Regions from separate parts of the Muntiacus reevesi genome. Here region 2 is linked to region 1. The links are chromatin contacts, called in public Hi-C maps. All regions are on one chromosome and are shown on one strand. The core of a region is the stretch at or near the end of the contact, and the rest is flanking DNA. Distances in the headings are between cores, read along the strand shown. Region 1 holds the start of MRPL38 (mitochondrial ribosomal protein L38). Region 2 holds the start of EXOC7 (exocyst complex component 7).

Region 1 (5,914 bases), core at 895-3,394:
TTGGAGAAAGAAGAGCCCATTCTGGACCAAGTGCCCTGGACAGTCCCTTGAGAGACAAGTGAGCAAAGACTTATCCAAAGAGCCCTCCAGAGCTGCCTATCCAGAGATGTGAACCACAAGAAGGCCAGTGGCCGGAAGGGCACTCTGACGGAGCTTCTTTTATTTTACATTCCTTTCTTTGTGATTAATCATGGTGTTGTTTACTGGGAAATCAAAAAGAGACAGAGAACAAGAAAACTCCAGGCGAGCTTACAGCCGCTGTGCTTGTGCCCCGACCACCATGAAAACCGCCTCCGGAACGCTTTCAAAAAGGAGCTGTCTCTGGCCTCGTGGTGGGATGTGTCTGCGCACACAGGGCGGGCAGGGGCACGGGCCAGCAGTTACCTCAGTTGGAGTGACTTCATTGCCAGAGTAAACAGGTACCAAGTCGTCCTCGCCTACGGCATAGGCCACACGCAGGGGGACTCGGGGCACGAAGGTGGCCCCGGGGAAGAGGTCCCGATAGAGGCCGTAGTATTCGGCCAGACGCTGCTTGTGGTAGGGGCCACAGGTTCTCTCCCACTCGGCCCGCACGGCCTCCAAGGGAACGCTTGCTGGAAAGGAATGATGCTGGTTGGGATGCAGGGTAGGGGCAGGGACACACCCAGGACCGCCTCCCTCGGGAAGGCTGACCTGTGCGGAGGCGAGCAGCCCGTTCCTCCTCCACACTGGCCCGCAGCTCCCGCAGGACCTGTTTCCGTTCCAGCAACTGTTTGGTCCGGCAGACCTTAGGTGGAGGCAACCCAATGTCAACCTTGTCTTTGGGATCTGCGGAGGGAAGATGTGTTGGACAAAGTGGAATCAGGGCTTAGCTAAGCTCCCTGTCCATACTTTTCCTTTCCCTAGGCAAACTCTGCTACTAAAGCTTAGCCTTTAATTCACAAAACTAAAACATACCGTGTTGTCAGCTTCACAGATCTGGACTCGTTCCAGTCACTAAGTAAACTGGATACACCGTGAAATTCTATTTTCTGATCCCTAAACAAGGTTACATCTGTCTGCATGCATGTGTGCTAAGTCGCTTCGTAGTGTCTGACTGTGTGACCCCATGGACTGTAGCCTGGCAGGCTCCTCTGTCGGTGGGATTCTCCAGGCAAGAGTACTGGAGTGGGTTGCCATGTCCTCCAGAGCATTACTTGTCTAGGTCATGGGAAACCCAGGCGGATGGTGACCTAATTATAGCTGGGATCACCTTCAAGCCTGTTAACAGCTGCCCGTGCAGGGTCCCCGAGTCACCATCCCGGGGGCTTTCAATTTAACTCAGCAAAGTATTGGTCATCTGTGCCAGGTGTAGAGATCTAGTGGTGGTCAAGGCAGACAGGATCCCCGTCCTTAGAGAGCTCATAGTCTGGGAGGGAAGCAGCTAAGAGTCAGGATGCACTGTGCCCAAGGTGATATCAACACTGTCATAGGAGCACAGAGGGGAGTTCCAACTCAGAACTGGGACGGGGGCGGTTGGTCAGGAAAGGACTTTCGGTGTAGAATGATCAAAGGTGGAAATCTAATAATGAAAGAAGAGAATTTTCCATGGGGGGGGGCCAAAAGGTATGAAAAAATGCTGGCCGGGAGCACGCCGGCGGAATCCACCCCCCTTAGCCTCCGAGTCCCAAGGCGGTGGGGTCACAGCCCAGCTCCGGCCACCCCCACCTGACTCCTCCCCGAAATGCTCCCGGTACGTCCGCCACCAGTGCGCGTCCCGCGCCTCCCTCTCCGCCCGGCGCCGATAGCGGTCGAAGCTGCGGTATTTCTTCAGCCGCTCCAGGTTGCTCACGTCGATGTCCTCGTTGGGCATCGGCCCCAGAGGAGCGGCCCGGCGGCTCAGGGCGGCTGCGGGAGGAGAGCAGGACATCAGGCTGGCCCCGGCCCCCGCGGAGGCCCGGAGCGGGAGCCGGCTCGAGCCCCAGGGTTCGGCTGGACGGGGACCTCCAAGAGCCCCTGACCCCCAACAGCCCTCACCTGAGGTGCTGAGGCCCCGCCAACTCCGACTGCCGTTCAGCACGGCCCGCCACCAGGGGGCCGCCATCTTCCTTCAGGCCGGCGCGCCGCCTCTCCGAGGACCCCGCAGAGGTGGCCGGAGCGGCGCCTGAGCGCATGGCGCAGGCCCCGCCCCCGCGCCCTAGGAGCCCCGCCCCCGCGCCCTAGGAGCCCCGCCCCCGTCCTGGGCCCGAAGTCGTCCTCTTCCGGGCTGGAGGTGGCTGCGGGTACCCGGCTCCCCTGATTCGGAAGTACCCAGTGGGCGGTGGGGCGGGGCGGAGCTGCGAGCTGTCCCGCCCCATGCCTGCCGCCGGCCACCAGGGGGCGACACAGACTGGGGGCGGTCGGCCGGGCTTGTAGCCGCCTCCACTGGAGAAGGTCCGCCCGTTGCGGGGATCTGGGTTTTCTTGGGCTTCCCTGGTGGCTCAGCTGGTAAAGAATCCTCCTGCAGTGTGGGAGACCTGGGTTCTGTCCCTGGGTTGAGAAGATCCCCTAGAGAAGGGAAAGGCCACCCACTCCAGTATTCTGGCCTGGAGAATTCCATGGACTGTAGAGTCCATGGGGTCGCAAAGGATCGGACACGTGTTGTTCTCAGGGGTCTCCCAACCCCTGAAGGCGTGCTCAGCCCCTGCAGCGGTGTAGCAGCGCGGGCAGCGGTAGGGGTTATGAACAGGGCCTCGAGTGTCCCTGCTTGGGTTCATATTCTAGGATGTGACTTTCCCTTCGCCTTTGCAGTTTACCTCCCTTGGAAAGAAAGTAGGTAGTAATAGTGCTTTATCTCATAAAGGGTGTTAAGTATTAAATGAATTAACATATATAAAGCATTTGCTGTGGTATGAAAGTGCTAGTCGCTCAGTCCTGCCCTACACTTTGTGATCCTACAGGACTGTAGCCCACCAGGGTCCTCTGTTCATGGGATTTCCCAGGAAAGAATACCAGAGTGGGTTGCCATTTCCTCCTTCAGGGGATCTTGCCCACCCAGGGGTGGAAACTGGGTCTCCTGCGTTTCAGGTGAATTCTTTACTGTCTGAGCCCCTAGGGAAGACTAAACTAGTATGTGTGCTCAGCTGGTTAGTTGCGTCTGACTCTTTCCGACCTCGTAGACTGTAGCCCAACAGGCTCCATGTGATTTTCCAGGCAAGAATAATGGAATAGGTTGTCATTTCCTCTTCCAAAACTGTGGTGTATGTGTTAGCTTTTGATTACTCCCAGTTTTTTTGCCTCTGCCTGATGAGATGGTTGGATGGCATCACCGACTCGGTGGACATGAGTTTGAGCAAGCTCTGAGAGTTGGTAATGGAATGGGAAGCCTGGCATGCTGCAGGCCATGGGTTGCAGAGTCAGACACGACTGAGCAACTGAACTGAAACCTTTTCAGGGTTGTGTTGTTCTTGGGATCCGGTTCTAACAAGATAAAATTTGGCACCCCAGTGACCTGGAGTGGTTTCTGCTCTGGCTCCTCTGTCCTGGAATTCAGGCTTCCATGACACCAACCCTTTGGTAACCCAGCAAAGGGCTTGTGTGCACATGATGCAGACCCAGACTCTGACAGTGGGTTTGATTTGTGGCAAAGTAAAGACTTATTGCCGGACACCAAGGAGGGGAGTGGGAGACAAGCCTCAGATCTACCACAGCTTGGTCTTTGAGTTCGGAGGAGTTTTTTTGTTTTTTTGTTTTTAAGGCTAGAACAAAGAAACTGGGGTTATCATTTTGTGACTTTTTCCCCATCCCACCCCCCATGACATTTCTTAATTGAAGTTTTGGGTATCTGGATGTTCCTGGTTTATGACTCTCTAGCCAGGTGGTCCATGGCTTGAGGGGGTCTGTTACCTCATCTTGTCCTGGAGAAACAGTCAAAGTTTGCACATTAACGGTGATATCTATAGTAGCAATTTTAGTATATTAACGATGTTATCAACAGTAGCAGTTTTAGTCATCTGACTCTGTTTGATTAGTGTCCAGTTAGCACAGGATTGAGGTCAGAAGGTAAAGGAAAGGGAATAAAGTTTTGGACTGAGAGATTAATTATAAACTTGGTAAGGGAACATGTTTTTACTGGGACTTGGTTTCACATTTTTCAATTACTCAGCACTTTTCTCCCCCTGCACAGGACCTTTGCACCTGCTGATTCTTCTGCCTTGCTCTCCTTACCTTTCCCCCTGTTGCTAAGTTACCTCCTAGACCCTGTCAAGTGGTCCCTCCAGGAAGGCTTCCCTGATGTCCCAACCAGGGTTGGTGACCTGTTCAGTTGCTCTGGTACTAGCAGAAGCTTGACCCTCACATTCACACAGAGATGGTGTGAGCGGTCTCTTCATCCAGCAGGAAGTGGCCACGCCTTGAATTTGGTTTTCATCCACAGCAGCCGAAGAGCTGAACTCACCATCAATGCCAGTGCACCCATCAGCACACAGCTGCTGGATGTTAAGGCCAGAAAGACCCAGTTCTGCCCTGAAGGAGCCACTGCTTATTAATTTTCGAAATCCTGCTGACAACAGCAGAGCCACAGGCTCCGTAAACACAGCAGGACCGGGCCTCAGGCCAGGAGCACAGGGGTTCCTACCTTCCTAATGTTCTGCGTGTTTACACCTGGCTCCTTTGCTATTTTATCTTTTACCTTTGCTCTGAATCCTCTTCTACTGGCCTCCAACCCCCACCCCCACCCCCAGCCTGCCCCTCTAGAATTGAAGACTCACAGGACCTCCAGGGGCAGAGGCACAGAGATTGCTGGTCAATCCGGTGGCTCCTATTTCTCTATTATGCCTTACTTTCTTTTAAAAGATGATTTATTTCTGCATTTTTTTTTTTTGGTCACACCTCATAGCATGAGGGATCATAGTTCCCCGACCAGGGGTCAAACTCATGTCCCCTGCAGTGGAAGCTGGGAGTCTTAACCACTGGGCCAACAGGGTAGTTCCAGTTATTCCTTACTTCTGAAAAACATTCCGTTCTCTCACTGTCCTAGAACCTTCTAAGAGGGGGGCTCACTGGGATTTAATTCAAAAGCCCAAGCATGGATTCCCAATTGCGTCAACTTGAAGCAAATAATAAACATGAATAACTCTTGAAACTGAAAGTATTAGCCCCACCGGTGTCTTTTATCATTGTTACTTTCTACCAATATTTCTCTCTCTACGGGGAACATCTAGGTTATGCCCTTGTGGAGTTGTTTATCATTTTGAAGGGAAAAAAAAAGAGCAGCAGATACGTACATAACCCTCCTGTGAGCAGCCTTCTGCCGCCTGTGGCCTAGGAGAACGTTAATGGAAAGGGGATGAGTGAGCCCCCTGCCGCTCTTAATGCCAGGGACGGTGACTCAGAGCAGTCCCAGGCGCTGGGCAAAGAGTTGCCATGACTCAGTGCCCGTGGAGCGTCTCCATGTGGCTGTTTCATGGGCACCCAGTTGCTCAGGCCAGGAACCTGGGGGTCTTCCTTGACATATTCTCCTTCCTGATCCTCTGTGTCAGACACCAGGTCCCCCAGCGCCATGTCCGCTGCAGTGCTTCCCTGTCCCCACTCTTGGCTGCTCTGGTCAGTCGGGGCTCCACCCACAGCCACAGTAGGTTTTCTAAAACACGAATATGGTCAGATTTCCCTGGTGGTCCAGTGGGTGGGAATCCGCCTGCCAGTGCAGGGGACACGGGTTCGATCTCTGATCTGGGAGGATGCCACATGCCATGGGGCAACTAAGCCTATGTACCACATCCACTAAGCCTTCGCCCTAGAGCCCCGGCTCAGCAACGAGAAGCCACTGCAGTGAGAAGCCCACGAACCACAACTAGAGAAAAACCTGCACGCAGCAATGAAGACCCAGTGGCACAGTCCAAAAATTAATTTAAAAAACCCACAAATATGGCTCCACCCTGTTTTATATCCTTCTATGAATAACCATTGCCCTGGATGT
Region 2 (6,044 bases), core at 2,238-4,737, 160 kb after region 1:
CAAAAAAGTGAAAAGACAATCCATAGAATGAGAGGAAATATTTGCAAATCATGTATCTGATAAGTGACCGGTATTCAGAGCAGATAAGAGAATCAAAAACACGCCAACACAAAAGTATGTACACAAGTGTTCACAGCAACTCTGTTCATAACCACCAAAAAGTGGAGTGATCATCAAGTGATGGCTGGACAAACAAACTGTGGTAGATCCATAGAATGCAATACTATTCTGCCCCACAGCGGAATGAAGTGCTGACACATGTTACCACACAGATGAACCTTGTAAATAGGCTATTTGAGAGAAGCTAGATTCAAAAGGTCACATACTGTGTGATTCCATTTACAGAAGTCCAGAATACACAAATGTACAAAGAAAACAGATGAGTGAGTACTAGTGGCAGCGTGAATGGCAGGGGTGAGGGAAGAAGAGTGACTGCCAATATGTTTCTTTTTACAGGGGATGAATATGCTATGAAATTTATTCCAGGGATGTTGCATGACTCGGTGATTATTAAAACTACTAAATTACTGATTACTAAAACTACTAAATTTTATCCTTTAGATGGGTAAAATTTTGTTGGTATGTGGACTATATCTCAATAAAGATGCATTAAAAATAGAGGAGTTGGAGTGTTTCTGTTTACTTGAAAAGTAAGTCCTCTAGGGTAAACCTGGAGTTATAGATTTTTTGTCTTCTCCTTCTCTAGCCCACTCCCACGCCCAAGTTCTAGCACAGAGCTCATCACTCTGTGATCTGAACTTGGTAGAGACCCTCAAGAACAAAGTTCTCCAACCCCTGACATTCCAATCTCTGAGTCCAGGCTGCCTACTGATGGGCTGCAGTGTACTGGTTATACTGGCGTGTCCCCTCTGGGTTACTGGCATGACAATGGACTGATCCTGTCAGTCTTCCGTGTAGCCAGGTGGTAATGGTTATACAACAACATGAGCGTCACTGAACTGTTCCCTTAAAGATGGTTAAAAATGGTAAGTTTTATATTATGTATTTTTCACTACAATAAAAAAAAAACCCATGCATTTATAAAAAATCAAATGTTAAATTTATATTTCATAGGTAACTTGTAATGTGTGTTCTCTGGTGGCTCAGTATTAAAGAACCTGCCTGCCTATGCAGGAGATCTCTGGGTTGAGAAGATCCCCTGGAGAAGGAAATGGCAACCCACTCCAGTAGTCTTGCGTGGGAAATCCCATGGACAGAGGAGCCTGGCAGGCTACAGTCCATGGGGTTGCAAGAGAGTCAGACACAACTCAGCAACTAAACAACAACTTATAATTTAGTTAAATTATTAAAATGCAATCAACATGTATACCTGTAATTCCTGAAACAGAGATTTTAATGTCTGTAGTATGTGCATAGTACTATATACTTCTGTTTATTCTACTATATTATCTTTCAGCTGGTTCAGTGTCACTCATGAGACCCAGGCAGGGATTGGTGTCTCCCAGCCTCACACATCACTCTGCTGGCCCCTTACCACTTTGTTGAGCTCTGGACTGTCTGGGCTATTGTCCTGGAAATACTCCACAGCCTTCTGAATCTTGGCCATGCTTCCCAGGTACTCCTCTAGCCTACCTGTGGGCCTGGAAAGGAGAAGAGCCATATTAGCCCAGGCAGATGGAAGATGAAGAGGAAGGACTAAGGGAATTGTATTTGGAAATGGGAGAACAGAATTAACACAGGGGACTCCAGGCTCATATATATTCTGCCCCCTCTTCCAAAGCCCACTGGTCCAAGAGGCATTAGGAATGTGACCTTCTGGCCCAAGCTCACCCCTCCCTGATGATCTTCTCAGTGTCACTGGCCACGTGATAGTAGCTGATGACGTGGTCCAGACAGGACAGGGTCTTCTCGACATTCTCCTGCAGCCGCTGCAGGTTCTCTGTCTGTTTGTGCACAGGGATGATGGAGTTCTCCAGCTTCATAAGGCGACTCTCAAAGGATGACAGGATAGACACCTGCAAGGGGAAGCCCCGTGCTCTCAGGCCTCAGGGTTGTCCCAGCACTGCTTCTGTCACCTGCCAGGTCTTCAGCATTTGCTACCTTTTCTCTGGTTTTCTAGACAGTAGGCTCCAAGAGGAGAAGGACAAGGTATACCTATTCCCCACTGTATCCCCAGGATCTACCACATCTTGGTAAATCAGAAGTGGCCCAAATAAATTGGCTGAAGTTTGATTTGAAGGTAAGGCAAGCATTACATTAACTCCTTAGAAAATCACCTCAGGATAGCTTCCCTTCCACCCCTTAAAGCCAGATTTCAATTTCTGTTCTCTCTGATGCTCCTAGACTAAACAGGAACTAGTTTCATACAGAGTAGCCTCAAATGCATTCCTGGTACCTTCAAACCCCCTCTAAGGCTAAATCTCATTAAGGACGGACTAGCACTTAACGACTGCGTTACTGAATATATACCCACATTTCTATCTACTACTCAGTTTGGGTTTTCCAGTCTCTTTTAGGAATAGAAAAGGAAGTTCATATTTATTGAGTACCTATTGTATACCAGATACTGTGCAAGAGGCATTTCCATGCATTAGCTTCCATGACCTTCACAGCTACAATGGAGATTGGCATCGTCTATTTTAGCAGAGGAGGTAACTGAGGCTCAGAGTTACCTGTCAGGAGCCACACACAAATAAGTGGAGGGGCGAGGACTAGATTCCACATCTGTTTGATTTCTGGCTCATTTTACCCCTCCAGCTCCCCAGAGTGACAGCTGAGTCTCCTGCCCTCAGTAATCTCTGAAGTGGTAACCCCACCGGTGATACCCACACTTGAATTGAGGGTGACGCATGGACAGCACCCAGCCCACTTAAGTAAGTCTCACTAAATGTTTGCGGAAGGAGAGAGATTAGAATGGAGAACTTGGGCAGAAAGCAAAAAGTCCAGGCCAGCGGGGGGCTGCAGCATCCTCAGCGAAGGGGCGGGCGAGGGGAAGAGTGTAAGAGAAGTGTAACATTATTGCTAGAGAAACCCAGACGTTACCACCCATCACCACCCAGACCAGAACCCTCAGGCTTTAGGTGCCAAAACCACTGGGTCGCAGGGTTCTCGCTCCAGCGTCTGGAGGCCCTCCCAGCTGAGGGGTTACTCACCATGTTCTTGGTGAGCTGGTCGCTCTTCTCCAGGCTGTCTCGGATGAAGGACAGCGTCTCCTCCTCCTGCGGGGAGGGAGGGGAGGACATCACCAGAAGCTAGAGACCACCGCATCCCGGCTCCACAGGCTCGCCCCGACCCGATTTCCTGGTACCCGGCCCCCTTCCACTCCTGCTACCTCCCTGAGTAGGCGCCCGGCCCGGATCTCGGCCCCTTCCCTCACCTCCTCCCCCACCTCCCCAGCCCGACCTGTTTCAGCTTGTCCTCGATCTCCCGCCGCCGAGCGGACGCCTCCTGCGGGGGGATCATGACTTCGACCCTCCCTGCGTGTGGCTCCCACAGCCCAGCGTCTCCCTTCGGAGGGCCCTCTCGGCTCCCGTCCCTGTCACACCCACTTCCGCCCGTGGCCCCTCCCCGGGTCGCGCTTGCCGCCATGTTGGGAGTGGCAGGCGGAAGTGCGCCCTTGTGGAACTCAGGGACGGGGGACCCGACAGGTGGCCATCTTGGGTGTGTCGGGGAGTTGCGGCTGGGTTTCATCTTGATGGGTGATGCCACCCTCATCAGAGAAGGTTCTCTAGCGGTGTTTTGTCCCGCAGCTGGCACAACAGTTACAGCTCACTTGCCGTCTTCGTGGGAAGGCTGACTCTTTTCACAAAGATCAATAACGAATTCGTTTCTGTAGATCGAAGTCCGGATGCAGGCACAGATGTCGCGTTCCCCCGCAAAGCACAGCACAGAGCTTGTCACACAGCAGGCGCCTAATGTGTGTTCATTTAATGACCAAGGGGGCCTGTCCCTCTTCGGCCCTAAATGCTCTCATGGAATGGGCGCTGTGTGCAAGTCCTGGCCCGGGCAAGGAATGGTCGCCCATGGCCCCAGTGGCATCCTCAAGTACAATCCCGACTTGTGAGGGGCTCGGCCAGATTCCTGGGGTAGGAAGGGTTCTAGGAGCACTCATCCCGGGCACTGGGATGGGGCCAGAGAGGAGCTCCACGCTCCACACTAAGGTGTCTGTTTTGGAGAGAGATACATGGTTTTATTTGCTGGGGGCAAGGACCGTGCCGGGGGTAGAGAGTGGCTTCAGCGGTGTGTTTTCCCAGGTCTGACAGTGCAAGGGGAAGGCTGAAAAAGCCCAGACCTGTCCGAGGGGTTGGGACCCAGGTGGTGTTCTCGGTGATGGAGACGTTGAGGCCTGTCTGCGGGTACTCAGACACAGGGGAGTGTTTCTCCCAGGGCCTCTGGGGAAATCAGAAAGGCTTGAAGGGCTGGTAGGGACCCTCCTGCAAGGTGCCAGAATGTCTCAGCTCCTTTGCCCAGAGTCTCCTCTAATTAGTTCCCGGCCAGCCAGGGGTAGGGAGGTGGCCCTGGATCAGGGTTCCTGCAGGGATGAATGTTCTGGATTCACCACAGACACAGCTCCTGCAAAACCTAGTGTCACTCCCTCCTCCATTGCAGAGGCTCACCCTGCCTCTGGTCCCACCCTGGGGTGGTGAGTGGCTGCGCAGCTTTGTTGAGGCATCCAGGTACAGGAAGACAGACAATGAAGCATATACTGGTGAGTGAGAAGGTTTGGGGGGCGCCAAGTTACAGGGTTCCCAAGGCTCTCCCAGGGCCCAGTTCCACAAAAAGGAGGAAGAAGTGGGATTGAGCACCTGGAGGGGGATTGGGCAGCTTTCTGTTGGGGCAAGAGGACAGTTTCAGATCTGGTTGATGGCCGTGAAAGTACTGATGAAGGAAATATCTGGGAGGCGCACCCCGGTTGCAGACGAGGGAGATAAAAACGCAGAATCCTTGTGTAAGGACACCTAGGATGACTCCATTGAGGTGGTCCTTGTGAAGTCCTGAGAACTAAGTGAAAGGAAAAGTTTAAATTGTTAGCAGCCAGAGAAAAGAAAAAGTGGACTAGACAGCTTTGGTGGAAAGGACTTTGGGCTCAGGTGGACCAGCCCTGACCACTTCATTCAACACTTAACCCCTCTGAATAGCACCCGACCCACAGTAGAAGCTCCAGAAAATATGAATAACTTCATCTCAAGAAGAAATCCTTTATGGCTGTGAACTTTGAGCTTTTTATTTCTCATTGCAATTTTGTAAACTATATACATGTGTGTTTTGTATTTTCCCAAATATCCTTCTCTAAGGGCAGTTTGCTTGCTCCTTGTAACCTAGACAATGTATTAAAAAGCAGACATATCACTTTGTAGACAAAGGTCCGTATAGTCAGACATGTGATTTTTCCAGTAGTCATGTAAAGATATGAGAGTTGGACCATAAAGAAGGCTGAGCATGGAAGAATTGATGCTTCCAAACTGTGTTGCTGGAGAAGATTCTTGGGAGTCCCTCGGACAGCAAGATCAAACCAGTCAATCCCAAAGGAAATCAATCTTGATTATTCATTGGCAGAACTGATGCTGAAGCTCCAATACTTTGGCTACCTGATGCGAAGAGCTGACTCGTTGGAAAAGGACTGAAGGCGAAAGAAGAAGGGGACAGCGGAGGATGAGACGGTTAGATGGCATCACTGACTGAATGGACATGAATCTGAGCAAACTCTGGGTGATAGTGAAAGTCGGGGCAGCCTGGTGTGATGCAGTCCACAGGGTCAGAAGGAGTCGGACACGACTTAGCGACTGAACAACAGAGTGCAGTTTGGTAGCCAAATCCCATGATTTGAGATCCTTCTGTTTGCCCGGCTCTGTTAAAGGCACCACCTTGCATTAGCTTGTCTTCACAATAAACTTACAAGTCAGGCACAGCTGTTCATCTCCCTTCTGCAAAGGAGGAAGGTCGGGCCCAGAGAGGTCACAACTGCGCTGAGTCAACACAGCCGGCCAGGAGACTGCTGCGCTCTGCCTCCCCAGGCTCGGTAGCTTGGGAGTTCTGCATGCTGTTAGGCAAAGCTGTCAGTCTGACTTTCAAGAAAATCCATT

The links. Hi-C and Micro-C count contacts between places; a contact is called where the count stands out from the background.
Region 2: a contact with region 1 is called in a Hi-C map of blood, with 4 times the contacts expected there. The contact joins the promoter of EXOC7 here to the promoter of MRPL38 in region 1. A contact is called at or near these places in 2 of 3 Hi-C or Micro-C datasets (blood and muscle).

What each region holds. Positions count from the first base shown.
Region 1 is chr18:7,332,498-7,338,411 of mMunRee1.1, forward strand. MRPL38 (mitochondrial ribosomal protein L38) reads right to left here and starts at 2,145. Exons shown (of 9, transcript XM_065909488.1): 1 at 1,996-2,145; 2 at 1,687-1,866; 3 at 673-807; 4 at 385-593. The coding sequence starts at 2,062. FBF1 (Fas binding factor 1) reads right to left here. Exons shown (of 31, transcript XR_010659610.1): 31 at 4,820-5,914.
Region 2 is chr18:7,493,111-7,499,154 of mMunRee1.1, forward strand. EXOC7 (exocyst complex component 7) reads right to left here and starts at 3,488. Exons shown (of 21, transcript XR_010659630.1): 1 at 3,364-3,488; 2 at 3,114-3,179; 3 at 1,792-1,976; 4 at 1,496-1,601.